2 separate regions of the Sus scrofa genome follow, and region 2 is linked to region 1. The links are chromatin contacts, called in public Hi-C maps. All regions are on one chromosome and are shown on one strand. The core of a region is the stretch at or near the end of the contact, and the rest is flanking DNA. Distances in the headings are between cores, read along the strand shown.

Region 1 (6,222 bases), core at 3,544-6,043:
CAGGACACAGGGCTGGGACTGGGTGGTGGGGTGTGTGTGTGGGGGGGCGGGGGTCAGCAAGAGGGGTTTTTGCCTTGAAGCCAAATGTAATGGGGAGCCCAAAAGCTCAGACATCAAGATCAATACTATTTTTTTCCTTCCAAAATAATTTTTCTCTTTTATTTGCATTTATTTTTATTTTTTAAAGCTTATGGAAGTAGAGTTGATTCACAATGTTGTGATAATTTCTGCGGTACAACAACGCAATTCAGCGACACGTGTACATACATCCATTCTCTTTCAGATTCTTTTTCTGCATAGATTATCACAGAATATTGGACAGACTGAGGAATATGGAATGATTGGCCAACGGGGGACCTGGTGGACAGCACAGAGACCTCTACTCAATATTTTAATGCAATATTTTAAAATGTCCAAAGCAAAGCAAACCATGCAAGATGGTTTGATAAAGCCTATTGGTGATGAGGCCATGCCCAGGTTCCTTGGAGCCTGAAGCAAAAGGAAAAATGAATGAAAGCAATCACATTCCAGCCCCACAACCTGGAAGACCATCCGGTAAACACAACAGAGGGGCATCCTCAAAATGCCTGGCCAGGGCTGTCCAAAAGGGACAGAGAGAGACTCAGAGCTCTCTCTGTCCCAGAATACCAAGGATGTGACAGTGACGTGCAACATGGGGTCCTGGGAGGAAGAAGGGCATTGGGGGAAAATGACAAAAATTTGGATAAAGTCTAGATTTCAGTTAATAGCATTTGACCAAAATTCGTTTCTTAGTTTTGATAAACATATACAAGTTGTTGATGGTAAGGAAAATTGAGTGAAAGCCATAGAGGACATTTGGATATTATTTTTGCTACTTTTCTGTACTTCTCAAAGTGTTTCCAATCTTAATTTTTTTTAATTTTTAAAATGATTTTTACTTTTTCCATTATAGTTGATTTACAGTGTTCTGTCAATTTCCCACTGTACAGCGAAGCGACCCAGTCACACATACATATATACATTCTTTTTCTCATATTATCCTCCATGATGCTCCATCATAAGTGACTAGATGGTTCCCAGGTTTATATAGCAGGATCTCATTGCTTATCCATTCCAAAGGTAATAGTTTGCATCTATTAACCCCAGATACCCTGTCCATCCCACTCCCTCCTCCTCCCCCTTGGCAACCACGAATCTATTCTTCGAGTCCATGAGTTTCTTTTCTGTGGAAAGGTTTACTTGTGCCATATATTAGATTCCAGATATAAGTGATATCATGTGGTATTTGTCTTTCTCTTTCTGACTTAACTTCACTTAGTATGAAAATTTCTGGTTCCATTCATGTTGCTGCACAAGGCATTAATTTGTTCTTTTTATGGCTGAATAGTATTCCATTGTGTGTGTATGTGTGTGTGTGTGTGTCTCACATCTTCTTAATCCAATCATCTGTCGATGGACATTTAGGTGGTTTCCATGTCTTGGCTATTGTGAATAGTGCTGCAACGAAGATGAGGGTGCATGTGTCTTGTTCAAGGACAGTTTTGTCTGGATATATGCCCAAGAGTGGGATTTCTGGGTCATATGCTAGTTCTATATTTAGTTTTCTGAGGAACCTCCATACTGTTTCCCATAGTGGTTGTGCCAATTTACATTCCCACCAACGGTGCAGGAGGGTTCCCTTTTCTCCACACCCCCTCCAGCATTTGTTATTTGTGGACTTATTAACGATGGCCATTCTGACTGGTGTGAGGTGGTACCTCATAGCTGTTTAGAAAAAATTTTTTAAATTTAATTAAATCACCAGAACTGGCAAACAAAGAAAAGCTAAACCTTTCTCTTGCTTTAGCCTGTGTCATATGGAGATGTTTCCTACAGTGAATCAGCCGTAGCTGAGAGGGGGATGGAAATTGTGAGTTTGATTTTCTGGGGTTTTTTTTCTTTTTTCTTTTCTTTTCTTTTCTTTTCTTTTCTTTTCTTTTCTTTTCTTTTCTTTCCTTTCCTTTCCTTTCCTTTCCTTTCCTTTTCCTTTCCTTTCCTTTCCTTTCCTTTCCTTTCCTTTCCTTTCCTTTCCTTTCTTTTCTTTTCTTTTCTTTTCTTTTCTTTTCTTTTCTTTTCATGGACACACCCATGGCACATGGAAGTTCCTGGGCTAGGGGTCAAATCAGAGCTGCAGCTGAAGCCTACACCACAGACACAAGAATGCTGGTTCCTAGCCACTTCTGTGACCTATGCCACAGCTCACAGCAATGCCTCATCCTTAACCCCTGAGCAAGGTCAGGGATCAAACCCACATCCTGGTGGATACTAGTTGGGTTCGTAACTTGCTGAGCCACAGTGAGAACTCTGTAAGTTAGGTTTTCAATGTGGCTGGTGGGAAGGCGTGTTTGGCTCCCCAGAAGATTTTGGGCAGATCTTTGGGTAGAGAATTTTGAGGGTCAGGGAGAGGGTCAATCTAGAGGGTAACTGTCTCAAGTCTAGAGAAGAGCGAGTATAGACTGTCATTTGAGAACCTGTGTCCTCCAGTGTGCAGAGGGCGAGGTCTGAGATGGGGAAACAGCACCTATGGAGTGATTAAGGCACCTCAGCCCTGGTTCTGTCTATGTAAGAGGCTGTGGGATACCCATCACCTGAGATGTTCACAAATACAGGTGGGCTTTTTGGCGGAAAAGGAGTTTGGCAAAAATAACCTCTTGACATTCTATCCAGCCCTGCAAGAATGAGGTTTTATCTTTTTTTTTTTTTTTTTTTGTCTTTTTGTCTTTTCGTCTTTTCTAGGGCCGCTCCCATGGCATATGGAGGTTCCTAGGCTAGGGATCGAATTGGAGCTGTAGCCTACGCCAGAGCCACAGCAACGCGGGATCCGAGCTGCGTCTGCAACCTACACCACAGCTCACGGCAACGCCAGATCCTTAACTCACTGAGCAACGGCAGGGATTGAACCCTCAAAGGGATCGAACCCTCAACCTCATGGTTCCTCGTTGGATTCGTTAACCACTGAGCCACGACAGGAACTCCAGGATGAGGTTTTAATCACAGTGATCATTTAAGTTTAGGTGATTCTGGATTCATAGACACACAAACCCTGGCCGGTTTGGTGCTCTGAGGGACCTGAGAGACATGACGGGACTGGTACGGAAATGTTCCTTGCTTCATCTCACGGTGATGTGCTGCTCTGAGGAGAGCTTGTCCGGGGGAGGAACGGCTTTGGGTCAGGCTCGTCATGGATGAGGTTGGATGTTTAGGAAGCCCTGAGAAAGGGAAGGTGGAGAAATTCTGCCCCTGTCAGTTCCGACCAAAGGAGTGGCTGGTGGTCCCGGATGGACTGTGTGGGTAGCACACCTTTGGTCCTGAGGAATATAAGAGGCCAAGAAAAGACTCTGTGTACCCTGACATGACAGGAAGAAAGCGGTGGCATACAACTCCTGTTCATGAGAAGAGGGATGTGTGACCCTGGGCAGCCTGACAGCCTGGACCCTTCTGGAGGGTATTAGGGCCAGCCCACGGGGCACTTTGTGACAGTGTAGCAACCTGCCACTGGGCTGGCCCAAGTCCCCCCAGACAGATGTCAGAGGTACTTTATGTTCCAGAGAGTAGGGGACTCTGGGTCTTAGGTCTGTGCTGACCCAAGACAGCTAGACTTGGGGCATGGGGTAGTGTGGGGCATGGGGTGGTCTCACCTAGGACCCAAGTATGTGTATGTTTGTATGAATGTATGTGGGTATGTGTAAGTGTGTGTGTGTGCACATGTGTGTGTGAAGCGATATGTTAGCATGTGTATACATGTGTGTGTGTAGGGGTGAGTGTGTGATTGTGTGCCAGTGAGAGTGTATATGCATGCATTTTTGTGTGTATGATGTTGTGAGTGTATGTACGTGGGTGTGAGTGTTTGCCTGGGAGTCATATGTGAGCAGGTGTGTTTGGATGTTTGTGAGTGTATATGGTGGTGCGAGGGTGGGCATGTGTTTGTGCTAATGTGTGTGAGTGTGTGTGTCAGTGATGGCTGCCCTGGGTGGGCAGGATCTGGCCTTATAGGCACAGGACCACTCTGCGAGGGGAGGGTGCCATTCTTTCATTGTCCTGATGGTGCCTGACACTTGGGCTCCCCACATTTTCGCAGGTGCTCCATGAGCTCGTCAACATCTGCCCAAAGCATCACAGTTAACAGAGGAGAAGCCCCAGCAAGCCAGAGGGGCTGGTACCCCCGTCCATCACTGCATCCCACACCCAGGGGAGACCTGGGAAAGAAGGCGGACCCCCAGCAACCAGGGAGGGAGAAGATTCCAGAAGAAGGGGGCAGAGGAAGTAGAAAGCTGCCCTGACTCCTGTAAATATTTGCTCTCCTTGAACCACGTCGGTTCTCAAGTGTTTCCTCCAACATCTGATCTGTCAGATCACACGCTCGTGTATGCATCTGATTTTCAGCTTCTCCTTTTCAACGAAGCCTGAAGGCGGTGGACCTCCCCTGCTAGGGACACAACTTAGTGAGCACTGGACAGCGCACATGTGCACAAACTCTTTTCCTTCATGAGCTGTCAGCAGTTCCCCTAAATGAATCATCAAACCGGTCTGAAATTCTTTAGTACAGAGGACTTTTTGTAATCCTCTGGAGACTGTGGGTGTGTGTCTTTTGCCCTAAGTACATGCACACACACACGTACACCCTCTTACGCTCTCACACATACAACACAGGCTCACATCTTTTCCTTTCGGGCTGTCATTTGCGCGTGGATCTGAAGATACTTTTGTCGTGACAATGAAGAATCACGTTAAGCTTCAATCAGATCCCGTTTCTCTTTTACAGGACTGCCTTTGCCCCTGTGAGGAGGACCTCAGCTGGGACTCGTGTGGGGGTGCACTGCGGTGGTGAACGGAGCGCCTTCCTGTGGGGGTTGCTGCCACTCAGAAATACAGAAATAACAGAGCAGGCGTGGGGTCATTTTGTTGGCAAGCAAGCCCTGGGTCCCAGCTCTGCAGCACCCCCGTCCCTCCCGAGGCTGGGCTGATGGACTTCATGGCTGTGCTTGCTGACTCTGCCCGCCACCCCCTTGTTTGCGAAAGTCCGGCTTGAATGCCCCACGTGTGAGTCATCGCCAAACGTCTTACATCACTCAGCTTCCTTTGAACTTCTGTTCATTTATTAGCCGCCCCCCCCCCCCTTTCTTGAACTTGTTGTGTGTAAGCGTATTGCCTGTTTCTGAATGTTTTCATCCTGAGATACCAGACTGCTGTGGGGTGTTGTTCCTATATCCATTAAAATGCCATGATGGGGGGTAACGCAGTGGAGAAGGACCAAGAGTCCCAAACTCCAGGGAAGACTCTGGCAGAAACGTACCCAGCCTGTAATTTCAGTCTGTTTTATGTCCCTCTCCTCATTTGCTTAAGACCCAATGCTTGTGTGACGTAGAGACCTTACATGTCTCCTTCACTGAGATGAAGGGTTCCCTGCATGCCTGCAGGGAACGTCAGGGTTATTAAGAGAACGAGAGGAAGAATGACAAGGAAATGACATTGTGTCTAGGTGTGTTTCTCTAAATCCACTGAAAACAGTATTCTCTGAACCTGTTCCCTCTTCCCACTTGCTGAGCGTGAGAGCAGGGGCTGTATTTACAAGTCCTGCGAGTGGCGCTGTCCAGCTTCTTCGTCCGGCCCAAGTGGGTGGACTGCAGGCTGGTGGGGCTGGACCATGTGGCCAAGTGCCAGCACCATCACCTGTAGTCTTGTTTGCTGATTAGACTGTCACAGAGCGTCCGGGACACCCCAGATGAAGGCTGCGTTCTTGGTTCTTGGGTGAGCAGGAGCCTCGCAGGGGATGAAGTGTGTGCAGTGTTGAATGACTGCCCCCAAGTGTCCTTCTGCGGGAGAGGAGTGCAAGAAGGCAGCCTGCTGCTGCCTCCCCTGGGAGAGGGCCTCTGTGGGTGGGGAGCGTGCAGAGAAGACCCGGGAGAAGGATGCTGTGTTGTGAGAGCTCAGTGGGAGCTTGACCATTGGAGGACCGCTTTGGAAAAGCAAGGAGCCCTGGCCATGCTTCTAGAACACAGCCAGGTGTCAAAAGTCTGCTCTCCCTTGTCAGACAAGCATTGTCACTCACCCTCTGGGGTCAAGCAGCCTCTTGGTGGAGGTGATGCCTGTAAGGCAGGCAGCTGTGCCTTGAGGGACAAACTGCTGTCCTGTGCTAGTACCCTCCTGGCCCACTGCTCCCCTTTTTTGTGAATTTCACAAAGGTGCCCTTCCAGGACTCAC
Region 2 (6,331 bases), core at 3,169-5,668, 530 kb before region 1:
GGCTGGGAACTTCCATATGCCACAGGTGTAGCCCTAAACAAACAAACAGAAAAACAAAACAAAACAAAAAACTAACCCTATAGATAAATTGGTATCCGACTTAAGCCAATAGGAATTGAAATGTAAGTTTCTGTAGTTTATACCAAGTCTAGGCAAAACAGATCTGAAGTCTGGTTTCTGTAAGGCTTCATGGCTAGGGGCTCTATAGTAGGAGAAAAAAGCCAAAGACAGGCCTTTCCTACAAAGCTAAAGAGAGAGGGACTGCCTGTCCTAATTCATCCAATTTGGTAAGTTGTTTGGGCTGCCGGGAAAGCTAAAGCCGGCCACTCCCTCTTTTGGCCTCACATGACTACAATTAGTCAGTTCTAGGACATTTAGAAATTTACCAGGAGATGAAGTCTCTTTTTCATTAAATCCATATGCTTGCCAGAGTGAACAGAGGTCCTAGGAAAATCATGAGACAAACACTAGGAATCGAATTATACTGATTTTAGTTGTAATACAACCATGAGTTCTCATCTGGATTGGGGCAGAAGACCTTTATGATTAACTTGCTAGGTGTGAAGGGAAAGGCCTCTGACCACAAAATCTTCATCAAGCATCTGGGCCTGATGTGTTGCCCTCAGATTTCTAAACACTCTCATGTGAGGCCATGCGTTACTTGGCACTTAGGTACTAAAGAGCCCACACAAATGTACGTACACGAATAACTGGGTACTTTGCTGTACAGCAGAAATCGACAGACCATTGTACATCAACTATAACCAAAAAAAAACAAAAAAAAAAAAAGAGAGGAGTTCCTGTCGTGGCCCAGTGGTTAACGAATCCGACTAGGAACCCTGGGGTTGTGGGTTTGATCCCTGGCCTTGCTCAGTGGGTTAAGGATCCAGTGTTGCTGCGAGCTGTGGTGTAGGTCACAGACGCGGCTCGGATCCCGCGTTGCTGTGGCTCTGGCGTAGGCCGGTGGCTACAGCTCCAATTGGACCCCTAGCCTGGGAACCTCCATATGCCGCGGGAGCTGCTCAAAAAATGGCAAAAAGACAAAAAAAGAAAAAAGAAAAAAAAAAAAGAAAAAGAAAAGAGTCTACATGACCTTGTGGAGTTAGCATTAAACAATCCCCCCACCCTGCCTCCTTTTTTTAGCTGAATGACTTACCCAGGAAGTAACCTCCCAGATTCGATCACTGATGGACTTCTGACCAGTTCTTTTCCAGACCTGATGGCTTTGCACTCCTTCCTCAGAGAACCTTCCCAGATGTGTTTGTCTCATTAATACTTGATGGGTTACCCACACCCCGCTTCTTATCTAGCATATTGAAGGGAAGAACTGTGTTATCAGCATTTAGTTCCTATTTAGAAAGTTCTCAATCAATAAGGATGGATTAAAATTCAACATGGGTTTAATAATACAGCCCAAAGGGTAAACAGACCTCATTTCCTTCTATTCCTTTGGCTCAAGTGATCTTTCCTATACGCTTATTAGGGCATAAGACGAAGTGACTTATTGAAACTCATGAGTGGAACCGTGGAAATAGAGTTGAATATTTGAAACCCTGTACTCCACAGCTTTTCTGGAAGACCTATAGAGTTTTTCTCATTATTCACCAAGTATTTTGTAGGTGTAGGAGTTCCCGTCGTGGCTCAGCAGTAACGAACCCAACTGGTATCCATGAGGATGCGGGTTTGACCCTGGCCTCAATCAGTGGGTTAAGGATCTGGCGTTGCCATGAGCTGTGGTGTATGTAGGTGGTAGATGCAGGTCAGATCTGGCGTTGCCGTGGCTGTGGCGTAGGCCGGCAGCTGCAGCTCTGATTCGACTCCTAGCCTGGGAACTTCCATATGCTATGGGTGCGGCCCTGAGAAAACAAACCAACAAAAATTTTGTAGGTGTGCATTTAATAATGAGCCAGGTGACAGCTACATGCTGAGAATGCAGCAACCAAACAGGGGCTATATTTTTCAGAGCTCGCAGCCTTTCAAGGAGACAGAGCATCGTAAACATATGTTGGGGAGTAGTTCATGAAAGAGGGAGCTCTGGGGGTCTGCTGGGCAAAAGGAAAGACTAGTGGTCCAGGGTTAGAACTGGGCTCCTCAGAAGGAGCAGGACTTAGCCAGGTGGAGTGGGAGATCCTGCTGCCACTTCAGGCCAGTACAAGCAAAGACTCCAGGTGTGAGGGGAAAAGAAGGTGAGCTGGGGTGCAGCCGCCAAGAAGGCAAGTCTGGAGAAGGAGCAAAAAGGCTCTGAAGCCAGGAAGGGCCAGGAGTTAGATGTGACCTCAGCGGTGGGAAGAGTCACAAAGACTTCTTAAGCAGCAGAATGACTTGGTCACATTCATACCCGGTGGAGCCAGGAGGTTTTCCTGAGTATATTCTCCAGGAGAACATTGCCTCATCTCTGGTCTGTCTTATCTCTTGCTTAATATTTTGTTTGTTGAGTACAAGTTAAATTCATAGAAAAAAAGCGTGACAGCACCATCATTAAGATGGGCTAACTCTGTGTGTTGAGTTGAGGTTGTCATAACAAAGTGCCACAGCTTACACAACAGAAATTTATTTCTCACTGACTTGGAGGCTGGAAGTCCGAGGTCCAGGTGTTGGCAGGGAGGCTCTTTCCTTGGCCAGCAGATGGCCATGGCTGGCTTCTCCCCATCTTCACATGGTCTTCCTTCTGCATCTATGTGGTTCTTAACTCCCTCTTCTTATAAGGACACTGGTCTTATTGGTCGATTATTATGGTCTGCTTTAGAACGGAATACTCACTCCCATAAGACCTCAATTAACTTGATTCCCTTGGAAAAGACCTTATCCCCTAAATACAGTCACACTCTGAGCTACTAGGGGTTAGGACTTCCAACATATGAATTTGGGGAAGGAGGGTGAGCACAGTTCAGTCCATAACATCCCCAAAATTGAAATACTTTTCCTAAGATATTATTGCAAAAGAATTTTGAAGCAAAGGAACCAACATACTTTCTCTTGAAACTTTGGGAGCTCAACCAGTCGAATTTAATGAAATCCATTTACCAGTAAGCAAGTGCATCTGTACGCTATGTACTCCTCTACAGGAAAGCCTATTGTCACCAAATCTATGTAATTAAATCACAAAGGATGCCTTCCTCTTCCTTCCCCAGCATCCCACTCTCCCCATCCCAGTCTTTTATCCTTTTCCAGTAAGCAAAAAAGAGAACCCTTCTGGGCATGTTTGTGTTTTCCCTTTGAATGAAAAGGAATGGAATTAAGCATTGTAGAGGCTGGCCCGTTACATGCTTTTTTTTTTTTTTTAATTGTAATCAATTGTTATTTCCTCAATACATTTTTTTTCCCTACTGTACAGCATGGTGACCCAGTTACACATACATGTATACATTTTTTTCTCACATTATCATGCTCCATTGTAAGTGACTAGACATAGTTCCCAGTGCTCCACAGCAGGATCTCACTGCTAATCCTTTCCAAAGGAAATAGACTGCATCTATTAACCCCAAGCTCCCCATCCATCCGACTCCCTCCTCCTCCAGAGAAGTGCAAATAAAAACTACCATGAGGTACCACCTCACACATGTCAGAATGGCCATCATTAATAAGTCCACAAATAACAAGTGCTGGAGGGGGTGTGGAGAAAAGGGAACCCTCCTACACTGTTGGTGGGAATGTAAGCTGGTACAACCACGATGGAGAACAGTATGGAGGTACCTTAGAAATCTATACATAGAACTACTATATGACCCAGCAATCCCACTCTTGGGCATCTATCTGGACAACACTTTCCTTAAAAGAGACACATGCATCTGCATGCTCATTGTGGCACTATTCACAATAGCCAAGACATGGAAACAACCGTTATATGTTAACATGAAACAAAGACGGTCTGTGGCTAGACTTTGCTCCACCTGTACCCACATTCCCATCCTTCTCTGTGTCCCAGAAGTGGAATGCACGGCAAGAGGAAAAGGAGCCTCATCAATGCCACGGCATATTTGTAATAAACATGTCGTTACTTAAAAAGCCTTCAGTGCTTTTTGTTGAATTGAAAAGTTCCACTTTGCCTTAAATACTTTGCCTCCTTCCAGTCTTATTGTGGTTTACACCATGCTTTCTTACATAAGAATTACTCTCCAGACCAGAAATTCTTCATTCTGACATCTGTCCAAAAACTGTTTCTTCTGCGACTTGCAGTCATACTACTTGTTTTAATACCACCACCTCCTTCTTCCTGCTGTCACATTCTTGCAGAAAAGGCAAGTGGAAAGAAAACATTCCTCCTGGGAGCCCAGGAAATGCAGTAGAATTCTCGGTCGGGTGATTTTCTATATTTATGTAACCGATAGAAAACAAACACAGACATGTACTACAATCTAGAAACTGCAGTTTGCTCTAGTTTTAAAAATCTCGGTCTGCTTTCTCAAGAAGGAGAGCCACTTACGGCCAGAGTTTATAGATGTGTTACCAACAGGGACAGCTCATGCTGTGATCAGCTTCAAGTTGATCATTTAAAAGCAGTAAGAGGGGAAAGGCTAGACCAAATGACCCAGTTAGCATAGTACATACTTTTAGGAGTTCATAGCCCTACTACGATGGTGGAAAATTGGGGAAAATGGAATTTTCTATCATTGAGTAGTGTGGTGTAGTAGAAAAAAAATATTGATGAGGAAAGATACTGAGGCAGAACTTCATAATTAACCTGTTGTTTACAAAGTAGAAGGCCTCTGGTCTCAGAATATTCATTAAGTATCTAGGGCTGATATGTCAACCTGAGGTTTTTAGTAGCTCCAATATGAGTCAATGGTCTATTTACAGATTAAAGTTATTGAATATTATAAATGATTGGGTCATAGAGTCATCATACATTTAATGTAATCCCAGTGGGAATTTGGAGAGCGAATTCAGCAAGTCTGGCCCAAACATTTTCTGAAAGTGGAAAACATCAATAGCCAATATTATTTTGAAAAATAAGGAAAAAAAAATGGAGATTGTTTTTCCTTGCCAGCAGCAAAACAAATGACAGAAACTTCCTGGGAAATGGAGTAGTTGTACGTTTCCTTCTTCCTCGCCATAAATACAGCTGGAAGTCCTAGAAATTATATATCAAACAAAAATAAGAATACACTGCTTGGCAGAGGGAAGAAGACAGACTGTTTAGATACCTTTGGACCCAAGGAAAGAATGGGTTTTCTTTTCACCCCATATATCCCCAGATTGACTACTGAAGAAGCCAGAAACCTGTAATCACCAACTTGCACAAGACAAAAGAGTTTCTGCAAAAATGCTGCCCCTTTCAGATGAAGGACCAGGAAAGGAGCAGCCGAGCAAGACAGAAAACTTTCAGACAATGATTGCTCTGTTCAAAACCAAATACCGCTGTAACAGTTGTGGCCCCACTGCTACACTCATAGCCAGCTAAGTGGGGAGCTAGACTTCTACCCTTGACAGGCCAACGAGGTGCCCCAACTTCTCACTGGGGTGGAGTCAGAGAAGGCAGAATGAGGAACTGGGAGCTTCATTCATACTGGGTGGTAGGAAGTCCTTCTCCCTTATTCTGTGGTGTTGGTGGAGGTGACGTGGGAAGCTGGGCTTCCACCCCCAGTCAAGGGTCACCTCCCCCTTCCAGCAGGGGTCATGTCAGAAGAGAGCTAATGGAAAATCAGAACTTTCACCTCCCACTAGCAGCCAAAAGGCCACCCTCCCAACCCTGTCAAAGGAGGCCTCCTCCCAACCAGGATGGTATCAGTAGAGGCCTAGCTGGGAGCCTGCATTTCTACCCCCATCTAACAGTCCAGCCGTGCCCAGGAAACCTCCCTCCCCAAATCAGTGGGGACCAGTTGGAAAACCTAGACTTCTACTCACCTGGTGATAACAAGGTAGTGCCTTACTTCTACCTCACCCACCAGACTAGTATCAGAAGGGGCCTGCTAATGGAGTTCCTTGTGGCACAGTGGGTTGCTGCTGTGGCGTGGGTTTGATCCCTGGCCTGGGAACTTCCACATGCTGTGAGCACAGTCAAAAAAAAAAAAAGACAACAGCTAAAACGCAAAACACAGGTTTAAATGAGATGTCTTATGATGTAATATCCACAAGGTCCAGGTCTCACCCAGAACCACGTGACATATAAGAACCAGGAAGATATCAACTTGAATAAAAAAAGAATCTATAGACACCAATGCCAAGATGGTATAGATGTAGAATCATCTGACAGGGATTTTATTTATTTTGTTTTTTGCTTTTTTTTTTTTTTTTTTTTTTTTTTTTTTTTTTTTTTTTTAGGGCCTCATCCGTGGCACATGGAGGTTCCCAGGCTAGGGGTCAAATTTGAACTACAGCTGCTGACCTATGC

Evidence for each region. A called contact is a pair of places that touch in the nucleus more often than the background predicts.
Region 2: a contact with region 1 is called in a Hi-C map of subcutaneous adipose tissue, with 2.9 times the contacts expected there. The contact joins two enhancer-like sites. A contact is called at or near these places in 1 of 5 promoter capture datasets (liver), 24 of 47 Hi-C or Micro-C datasets (alveolar macrophages, blood, embryonic fibroblasts and 13 more) and 2 of 2 datasets of contacts at active chromatin or transcription factors (alveolar macrophages and skeletal muscle).

The regions. Positions count from the first base shown.
Region 1 is chr14:2,257,467-2,263,688 of Sscrofa11.1, reverse strand. No RefSeq gene overlaps it. Among named protein-coding and RNA genes, the nearest start is that of SYK, 160 kb to the right of the region's middle. Within about 2 kb of position 4,793, at least 35 of the 83 cell types and tissues checked have an H3K27ac peak or open chromatin away from gene starts, as enhancers often do. A contact at or near this core is called in alveolar macrophages and subcutaneous adipose tissue, where this site is marked.
Region 2 is chr14:2,784,823-2,791,153 of Sscrofa11.1, reverse strand. No RefSeq gene overlaps it. Among named protein-coding and RNA genes, the nearest start is that of NFIL3, 180 kb to the right of the region's middle. Within about 2 kb of position 4,418, at least 4 of the 83 cell types and tissues checked have an H3K27ac peak or open chromatin away from gene starts, as enhancers often do. A contact at or near this core is called in alveolar macrophages and subcutaneous adipose tissue, where this site is marked.